Regions from separate parts of the Sus scrofa genome. Here all the other regions are linked to region 3. The links are chromatin contacts, called in public HiChIP or PLAC-seq maps. All regions are on one chromosome and are shown on one strand. Each heading gives the region's core, a stretch centred on a gene start, on an enhancer-like site or on the middle of the called end of the contact. The rest is flanking DNA. Distances are from core to core; before and after follow the strand shown. Region 1 overlaps ELL (RNA polymerase II elongation factor ELL). Region 2 holds the start of ELL (RNA polymerase II elongation factor ELL). Region 3 overlaps ELL (RNA polymerase II elongation factor ELL).

Region 1 (3,029 bases), core at 135-2,634, 40 kb after region 3:
ACACGAAAGCCTCCAAGCCTTGGTGAATTCACACATGAGAGACAAAAGCAGGAAGAGGAGAGGCAGGTGGCAGGAGCTATGTGAAGATCTCAGGACAAAGTGCAATCAGAGCCATGGCTCTGGGGCACAGACCCTGGTGAATCACCTTCAACCCCTGGGGAAAAAGGGATCCAAAACCTTGTGTCTTTGCAGCACGGCATCAGTCCAACCTCCACTGACAGACAGACGGTTAGCCTCACCCTACACACCCAGCCACCGGCAAACTCCATTCACTGGCTGCAATCTCAGAGCCCAGGCTCACCTGGGAGATCATTAACCTCATCTGCTCAATAACCCTCCTCACAAAGATGCCAGAGCTAAAAGCAGGGAGGGCCAGGGGCCACGTACCATTAATCCTTCACTCTAGGCCAGACACCACTTCAGAATCCTTCTTAACAAAGTTCCACTTCCAGTGGGGAGGAGCTGGCACAGTTCACCGGGTCATGTTGGCTCCACACACAAGGCCCTCGACTAAAAGGACCCTGTGCATGGGTAAGGGAGCAGGCATGGGCCTGTGCCCTCCCCACAGCAGGCTGGAGACAAGCTGGACACAGAAAACCAGGGCTGTCTGTCCTCGTCCCACTTGCCAGATCCACTGTGAACTTAGCGTATTTCACTGGAACGAGCAGACATCTGTGAGCATCCAATACCAAAAATAGTACAACCAGGGGAGGAAGGAACACATTCTTCTAGCTGTGGCCTGCCCCTGCCTCAGACATCTCCCCGAAGTCTCTCTGCCCTGGGACGTCCCCAGTACGATCCCCTGCTCTGGACCTCACCCTTCCCTTAGGCCTCCCCTTGCACCGTCCCCCCTGCCCAGCCTGCCACAGCTCAACAGTCCCACCCAATTCTAAAAAAGGAGAAACACCACCAAATGATAAGAACAGCAAAATCATGCCATTTCTGCTAACAGAACCCAAAAACCATAGCCCCTTAGCAGAGGCCTGCCCAAGAAGCCCTTCTCCAGTGTGTAACTCCAAATCATCTACAGACGGCACATGTCAGAATCTAACTACAGGTGGCACTGGGCCAGAGCTGAGAACGCAAAGCTCCAAGAGTTCACCAAGCACCAGCCCCCAGCCCCGCCTGTGGAGAGCTCACTCCTGGGGAGCGGGAGACTCTTGCTGCCCACTGTCTCCAAACAAGGGAGCCATCTGAAACCACCGTCATCTGACTGCTACCAGACCATGAAACATACATTCAAAAACACTATATGAACTGAACCCTTAAGGGGCACAGCCCTGCCTCAGAAGATGAAACTGGCCCTGCTGTTACACCCTGGGACTGAGGCCAAGGGACCAGGGGAACTTCAGCCAGAGCCTGACTGGAATCACAGGCAGAAGCTCACCCTCCCAGCTCCAACAGGGACATGCACACGGCCCTTCCCACTCAGGCTGTGCAACTCTGTTTCCAGAGTTCACCAGAAGGTCACACATAAAAAGACCAGGCCCACTGGAAGCTGTGCCAGGCTTGATACTGCCTGAGAAAAGCTGCTCCTGGGAAAACCAGGGATGCATGAGGGGTGGGAAGCATTCAGTCTGCATGAAATTGGGAGGGCAGGCAGCTCCAAAGTGGACACCCTCAGGTTTTAGGCTTGATTTAATCTGTGCTGACCTGACTATGGACCATCCCAACTATGACATGAAGGGGCCAGACCCAAAAGACCCTGCCAGGTCTCGGTCTAACCCTGAGATATAATGGCAAGAGGTCTGCTGCACACAACAGCACAGGAAACAGGTCCGAGGCCTAAGCTCTGCCCCAGGAGAGCACAGCCTGCTAACGCACCCATCTCGACACTCAACCACAAGCTTCTCTGAAAAGGACAAGAGTCACTGTCTCAGTCTTTTGAGGGCCAGTCCCTGTTGCAAACAGTCTGCCACCTTCAGAGTGCAAAAGGAGCCATAGACAACACCACTGTGTCCCAATAAAGCTCTACTTACAAACACAGGTGGGGGCCAGATTTGGCCTGTAGGCCATGGTTTACAGGCTCATTTTATACTCCAAGGTTGACACCGAAAAAGGGAAGAGGCCCTAACAGTGCACTTCATCAGCAGCCTCATCCGATCCATTCTGTTCACTCAACATGGTGGCAAACTGCCAAGGCCTTAGTTTGGGGGGCTGGCAGCTACAATGGGCACAAGAGATGTTACCTTCTTCAGGGGCAGAAAGAGGGCTCATGAGCTCTACCACTAATCCCACAAGTAAAGGAAGCATCTGGAAGGGGGACACAGCACAGGCTCACTGTCAGGACCTTGAGAACATGGTAAGGAGGGACCCATCATCAAGGGCAAGGCCAAGATGAGCTTGCCCCTGCTCTAGCCCCTGTGAACCCAGCTGTACTGACTTGATTCAGTGGGTGTTCCCTTGCGGGAAATGTTGTACCGGGACACTTAAATCACTCCCTCCAGATGTGGGGAGAACCACGTGATCCACAGCAGGAATCTGAATTTCCCCAAAAAGTCACTGTTTTTAAAAAGGGAGGGTGTTCCTGTCATGGCACAGCGGAAATGAATCCAACTAGTATCCTTGAGGATATGGGTTCAATCCCTGGCCCCACTCAGTAGGTTAAGGATCCGGCATTGCTGTGAGCTGTGGTGTAGGTCGCAGACATGGCTTGGATCTGGTGTTGCTGTGGCTGTGGCGTAGGCCAGCAGCTGTAGCTCCGATTAGACCACTGGCCTGGGAACTTCCATATGCCTCAGGTGTGGCCCTTAAAAAAAAAAAGGGGAAAAGGATAAATGAACCACCTGACCCACTTACCCTCCTCAGGGCACTAGCAGAAGGCAAGGTCACCCTGAACCCTCTGGGTCCCAGAGACACCACCCTCACCAAGAAGGGCAGCATAACAGGGTGACCACCCCAACCAGGGCTTCCCTTAGATCAGCCTCTCCTGAATCAAGGAAACCTCCCCTGAACCAAAGTGGGGCCCAGGGCATTTGCACACGCACGCAGACATGCACGTGCATGCAAGAGTGCGCGCACACACACAC
Region 2 (3,096 bases), core at 167-2,666, 58 kb after region 3:
ACACTCTCTCTCTCTCTCTCTCTCTCTCTCTCTCTCCTCTCACTCTCTCTCTCTCTCTCTTCTTTCTCTTTCTCTCAGAGGGCGGGGCCTTCCTGAACCTGACACCAGACCCCTTGCTCCCCCTAGCCACGATGAAGCCCCTACTTTCCCAGTGAGGAGGTAAAAGGGCTCCCAAACCACTTCCCCTCAGGACCTGACCACTGGGCACCTGCAACTTCTGTCCCAACACAGGAGGAGGGCGCCATGACACAAACAGAAATGGGAAGAAGCAGTTTCTGACCAGGGCCCCAGATGTACCCTACAGTCAGGCCTGAAAGAAGGTACACAGAAGCCTCTCCCCAACCCCCCCCACCCCCCGCCAGGTGGCAGAACTGAAACGCCTTGAACTTAGCCAGATGGACCCAAATCAGCCCCTGAGAAGTTTGTGAGTCAGGAGCCAGGTGCGGTGGCCAGAGCTCCCTCCCAGGTGCCCACCACAGGCTCCCAATCTTCTAAAGGCACCATACCAGCAATCCCCCCCTCCACAATCACAGCCTCTTCTTCTCAAAACACTCCTACTCTCTAAAGGTGTCCAGTGAGACCTGGTCACCTGGGGAGTTGGAGGCGAGTTGACAGGTTTTGCCCAAATTTCCTTTCCCAGGAACGAAAAGTGAACCCAACTCCAGGGGCCTCATTGGAAAGCATCAAAGACAGCCCCCAAGTGCAGACACAACCTCCCCATACAAACGGAACAAAACCCCACAGGTGCTCCGACAGCGGTGCCCCACTGACCCACCCTACCAGTGACCAAGACGGAAAAGCTGCTCCTCGGGAGTGCAGGCAGTCATCCCTACCGGCCATCCCGCAAAGGAGCCAAAGAAGCCCCAAACCCCCACCTCCGAGCTCGGACAGCGGGGCCTCCACCCCTTCCCCTGAACAGGTGAAAAGACCAGTTCCTGCTCAGGTGCCGGATGGGCCGAGAAAGGCGCCGGACAGACCCCCTATCCCCAGACCAGGAGCGAGAGTTCGGGCCCCATGGCCGCCCCGGGCCACCCGCCAGGTTCTCCTCCCGGCGCCGAGGTTCCCTGCGCTCCGAGCCGGACAGGCGCCTACCCCGCGCCCCGCTGGCCCAGGAACTCACAAGCAGCACCTAAGAAGCCGGACCCCGCGCCCCCAGGCTAGGACGCCGTGGCGAGAGGAGCGCGAGGCCGACCTGCGTCCCGATGTCCCCGACGGCCGCACCGCCTGCACCGCTCACCTGGCAGACGCGGTAATTCTCGAAGGCCCTCAGAGCACTGTCGGTGAGCTTCACGTGGAACACGGACACCTTGCTACCGTCGCTCACTCGCCCGCACGACAGCCCGTAGCTCCGAGCCTCCTTCAGCGCCGCCATCTTGCGACCATCGCTCCCCCGCCCCCCCTTCCCGGCTCCAGTGCGGGCGGTGCGCCGGCCACGCCCCACCCTGCTGCCCGCTGACGTGCTGCATTATTCATAAGACGCGGCTGGCCACGCCCTCGCCGGAACCCCCCTAGAACCACAGACGCCGCGGTACCGCCCGCTGACGTGCTGCACTATTCATGAGATGCGGCTGGCCACGCATCATGTGGGCCCAGGGAATCCCATAGTTACCGCCCCGACTTCCTGCATTTTCGTAAGGCGTGGATGGACTCCCCCCATCCCTAACCTCTCAAGACCCTAGAGGTGTCCACTTCCGCGCCCGGACTCCGCCTCGACACGCGCGCTCCTTCAAGCCCCGCCTCAGTGTGTATTATTCATGATCTTGACTCAGCCAGGCAAGTCGAAGCACCGCCCCACCAGCCAATGACGTGATGTATTATTTATGAGGTCTCTCCAAGTCTTCCGTCTTTGGCTTCAGCGAGGAGCCGCATTGAGGGCGTGGGAGGGGGCGGGGCCCGCGCAAAGCACGTGGGGGGAGGGATCCGCTGCTGGATGGGCGTGGCTATGTAAACTGAGCGCGCGTTGGACGCTGGGTTGGGCTAATAGGGTTCCCCTAAGGTGGGCCTGGGGCTGTTGGATGATTGGGGGTCAGATTAACTTTGCTCATGGTAACAGTAGATTTCTTTTTAAATTAAAATATAGTTAATTTACAGTGTTGTGCTAAGGGTAGACTTAGAATAAAATCCTACACCCCCCAGAGCCCTGAGAGATGGTGATTGTCCTGCTCACCCATTAAAAAAAAAAATTTCACCTATCATGAAGTTAGTTAATGTGTACAATTCTGTGGCATTTAATACATCCACAATGCTGTGCAGCCACTACCACCATCTAGTTCCAGAACGTTTTCATCACCCCTAAAGGAAAAACCCACACCCACAAAGTAGTCACTCCTCATTCCCCCTTCCCAGGCCCTAGTAACCACTAACCTACTTTCTGTATCTATGGACATTTCTCTTTTTTCCTTTTTTGGCTGCCCCGTGGCATATAGAGTTCCCTGGGCCAGGGATCAGATCCAAGCCTCAATCCAGACCTAAGCCTCAGCTGCAGCAACTCCAGATCTTTTACCTACTGTGCCAGGCCAGGGCTCAAACCTGCATCCTGGCACTGCAGAGACACCGCAGATCCTGTTGCACAATAGCAGGGACTCCTTCTCATTTTAATCTAATTACAGACAGTGGTCATAGGATGAAGTGAGGCAAGGGAGGAAGGTGAATTCAGGGACTTTCTATGTGTTTCTACCCAGATGATCTTGTTAGCTCTGCCTATCACTACCAGGCCGGCACTGCCATCTATTTACCCCTTGACCATGAACCTAAAGGCTGATCCTAAAGGCAATGCTAGATTCCTTGCAACTTTTTCCCATGCCTGTCATTAATATCTCCGTTTACAAATGGAGAAACAGAATCAAAGGAATGAGACAGCAGGGGTATACACCCTGCCAGTGAATGGCCTGCCTGAAACTTTGAACTTGGATCTTTCTGACCCAGAGCCCTCCCGACTACATTTTTTCCTGCCTCTGCTACCTGGGTCCCTTTCTATATTGCAGTGTTCCTAATTCTCTTAACTTCTCTAAGCCCTCAGTTTCCTCATCTGGCAGATGGGTCCAAACCACTGTATCCTTTCTATATTTCTTCATTGAAAACCTCCAGCACTGGGTG
Region 3 (3,091 bases), core at 332-2,831:
ACTGGGGCTGGAAGATGCCGTGCCCAAAGTCGGAGGAGGGGGGTCTGCCCATCGGAAGACCTGGCACGGCCTGGGCAAGGCTCACCTGGAGACGTACTGCTGGATACAGTCGAAGCTGCCCTGGGGGCTGTCACGGCCAATGTTGGAGAGGTAGAAGGAGAATGTCCGTGCCTCCGTGGGGCAGTCAGGCTGGGGGATGGAGATGTGCTGCATGGAGAGGGGGACACATCACCAATAGGTCCACAGCACAGATGGGACCTGTGGGCCAGCACAGGACTCCAGCTGCTCATCCTTGCAGCATGCCCCTTACAGTGATGATGTGCTGGTGTGTTCCTTTGAAACACACCTCTGTTTTCCTGGGACCTGGGACCTGTTCACACCACAGGACAGGTCCTGGGTTCCCATGCAGTGGCTGGGGGAAGGGAGTGGTGGGCCTGTGTCTAGCTTTTTTTTTTTTGTCTTTTCAGGGCCACACCTGTGGCATATAGAGGTTCCCAGGCTAGGGGTGGAATCAGAGCTGCTACTGCCAGCCTACACCACAGCCACAGCAACCAAATCCGAGCCGCATCTGCGACCTACACCACAGCTCACAGCAACGCCGGATCCTTAACCCACTGAATGAGGCCAGGGATCAAACCTACGTCCTCATGGATACTAGTCAGATTTGTTTCCACTAAGCCACGAAGGGAACTCTGTATGTCTGGTTTCTAAGCAGCAATAGCATCACAGTCTAAGGAACACAAAGCACTCAGGACATACCCAGAGGCAGGGACCCCACCTCGATCTGGGCTGTGACTCAGTTTCCCCACCAAATAAAGCATATCTGGCCCAGGACAATGGTGAAGATGAGATGAGTAGGCATCAATCGTGGGCAGGGCATGCTGAGAGGTCCAGCTGCTCTGGCACTCCCGCTTGGCCACACTCTCTCCAACTCCTGCAGGCCAGTGTCTTGGGTGTCTGTGAATTAGGCAGGCATTGGGCCCTGAGGAGCTCAGAGATGGGCAGCACTTGCCCCCAGTAAACTGTGACATGGGATGCATGTGCCATGGTTTATATAACCGCTGGAGCCTAGCTAGGCAAAGCCACAGGACCCAGGGAGAACAGATGGCCTGGCCTGCAGACAGACAGCACTAGTCCTGGCCAAGGTACAGGGATCAGCACAGGGAGGACACTCAGGCTGTTTTATTCCAGGCTGACCCTCTGGCCCTCTGCCAACACTGGGTGAAGGCCAGTGGCAGCTGAAAAACACAGACAGGAAAACCTCACATTCCAGCTGCCAGCCCCTGCATCCAGAACCTTGTCACCAGAGGTGACGGGCGTGCCATAAAGTAATCCCTGGGCGTGAGCACAGGAGCTTGTCACAGCTAAATAGACACAAAAGGCAGAGCCACAAGTGGTCAACCAGGAGGGGCAGTACTGAAGGTCAGGGGGCAGCAGGTCTCATGCAGGCCTCATCCAGGCCTTGCGCCCACGCTGTTGCATTACCTCAGCCCACCAAGCACATCTCTTTGGTAACGTGAGGAACACTAAAGCATGAGAACTCCATCAGCACTGGACAGAATGTGGCTCAGGGCCGAATCCCCCCTGCCCTGAGCCCAACTGTCACATGTGAATGCAGGCAGCTCAGCCTGTCTGAGCCTTGTCTGTCAGACCAAGGATGCAGCAGTTTAGGCCACAAAGAGGGGTCCAGCTCCCCCGCCCTAGCCCTCACGGCTGGCTCAAAATGCTGTGTGACCACCTCAATGCTCAGCCAGTCCCTGCTTCAAGGAGAGATCCCCAACATTCACAGGGAGAGCCAAGGAGGCACAGAGTGGCTCAGGGCAGAAAGAGCCCAGCTTAGGGGAGATGGACAGTCTGTACCAGCCATCCTGGGACTGCAGATGACTTTGGGCTGATGGTCATCCCTGTCCCCACCTCCTTGAAGCAGGATGAGTGCTGCCCAGATGAAAGGCTGCCCCATTGGCCCAGGCCCACCCACTCTGACCCTCTGGTATATTTCAGGAGGAGGGGCTCACCCAGGACACACCCAGTGGTAGGCAAGGCCAAAGCTTGTGGTGGAGACCCACAGAGCAGCAATGCCAGGGCCCTGGCCAGCCACACAGACCCTAATCTCAACATAAACACATTTCTTTATTAGGATCAAAAAAAGGGCATTCCCTGGTGGTCTGGCAGTTAAGGATTTGGCATTGTCAGAGCTGTGGCTTGGGTTCGATTCCAGGCCCGAGAGCTTCTGCATGTCGCAGATGCACGGACCAAAAAAAAAAAAAAAAAAAAAAAAAGAGAGAGAGATGGAGAAGCTCACATTGTCTAAAAATCAAACCCAGGAGTTCTCTTGCAGCACAGCATGTTAAGGATTCAGTGTTGTCACTGCAGTGGCTTGGGTCATGCTGTGGCATAGGTTTATTTCCTGGCCCAGGAATTTCCCAATGTCGTGGGAACAGCCTCCCCCCCCAAAAAAATCAAACCTGAACTGCCTGCTATGACTCACCTTCAACAGGAAAACATATAAGTATACACACACACACACATGCAAGCACGCATGCCCCTACTCCTGGTTATAGGAGGCAGAGGGAGCTTCCACAAACTGACTTGGGTGTCTATGTGCACAGATGCAAGCAAACAGGCTTGTCCTGTCTTGGATGGTCCTGGGCACCTGAGGGGCCTCCGACATCCGCTTCTGAGGTCTGGGGCTTGAGACAGGGTGTTGGTTCCGCTGTGGGTGCGTCAAGTCCCTGCCAGAGCCCTTCCATCAACCCTCTGTGAAATCTGACACAAGTCAGGCCCGCAGTCCTGATCTGTGGGGCTTTTGTCCACAGTGCAGGTGGGAGCTTAGATGAGACAAATCCAGGCCCGAGTGGGGGTGGGGCAGGGGCTAAAAGGTGGAGGCAGCACTTGGTATTCCATTCAGGTAAAAACAAGACAGAACAGGAACACACAGGAGCCAAACAACGACTAGCCAGACTCTCTCTGGCCTGAGGGGTTTTCAGGGAACATTTGTTTTCTTCATTATTTTTACTTCCCAGGGAACCCTCAGAATAGAATATATTTTGGGTAAAGAGTTACTACCGCATGGCTGAACAGGATTTCCAAG

What was found. HiChIP or PLAC-seq counts read pairs in DNA pulled down with a chosen protein or histone mark.
Region 1: an H3K27ac HiChIP or PLAC-seq map of skeletal muscle shows a contact between it and region 3. The contact joins two enhancer-like sites. A contact is called at or near these places in 15 of 47 Hi-C or Micro-C datasets (alveolar macrophages, blood, brain and 9 more) and 2 of 2 datasets of contacts at active chromatin or transcription factors (alveolar macrophages and skeletal muscle).
Region 2: a contact with region 3 is called in an H3K27ac HiChIP or PLAC-seq map of skeletal muscle. The contact joins the promoter of ELL here to the enhancer-like site in region 3. A contact is called at or near these places in 1 of 5 promoter capture datasets (liver), 17 of 47 Hi-C or Micro-C datasets (alveolar macrophages, blood, brain and 9 more) and 2 of 2 datasets of contacts at active chromatin or transcription factors (alveolar macrophages and skeletal muscle).

What each region holds. Positions count from the first base shown.
Region 1 is chr2:59,293,131-59,296,159 of Sscrofa11.1, reverse strand. The region is part of intron 1 of ELL (RNA polymerase II elongation factor ELL); the gene reads right to left. Among named protein-coding and RNA genes, the nearest start is that of ELL, 17 kb to the right of the region's middle. Within about 2 kb of position 1,384, at least 39 of the 83 cell types and tissues checked have an H3K27ac peak or open chromatin away from gene starts, as enhancers often do. A contact at or near this core is called in fetal liver, omental adipose tissue and skeletal muscle, where this site is marked.
Region 2 is chr2:59,275,484-59,278,579 of Sscrofa11.1, reverse strand. It overlaps ELL (RNA polymerase II elongation factor ELL), which reads right to left and starts at 1,416. Exons shown (of 13, transcript XM_021083507.1): 1 at 1,238-1,416. The coding sequence starts at 1,372.
Region 3 is chr2:59,333,636-59,336,726 of Sscrofa11.1, reverse strand. It overlaps ELL (RNA polymerase II elongation factor ELL), which reads right to left. Exons shown (of 13, transcript XM_021083507.1): 4 at 86-207. Among named protein-coding and RNA genes, the nearest start is that of ISYNA1, 28 kb to the left of the region's middle. Within about 2 kb of position 1,581, at least 13 of the 83 cell types and tissues checked have an H3K27ac peak or open chromatin away from gene starts, as enhancers often do. A contact at or near this core is called in fetal liver, omental adipose tissue and skeletal muscle, where this site is marked.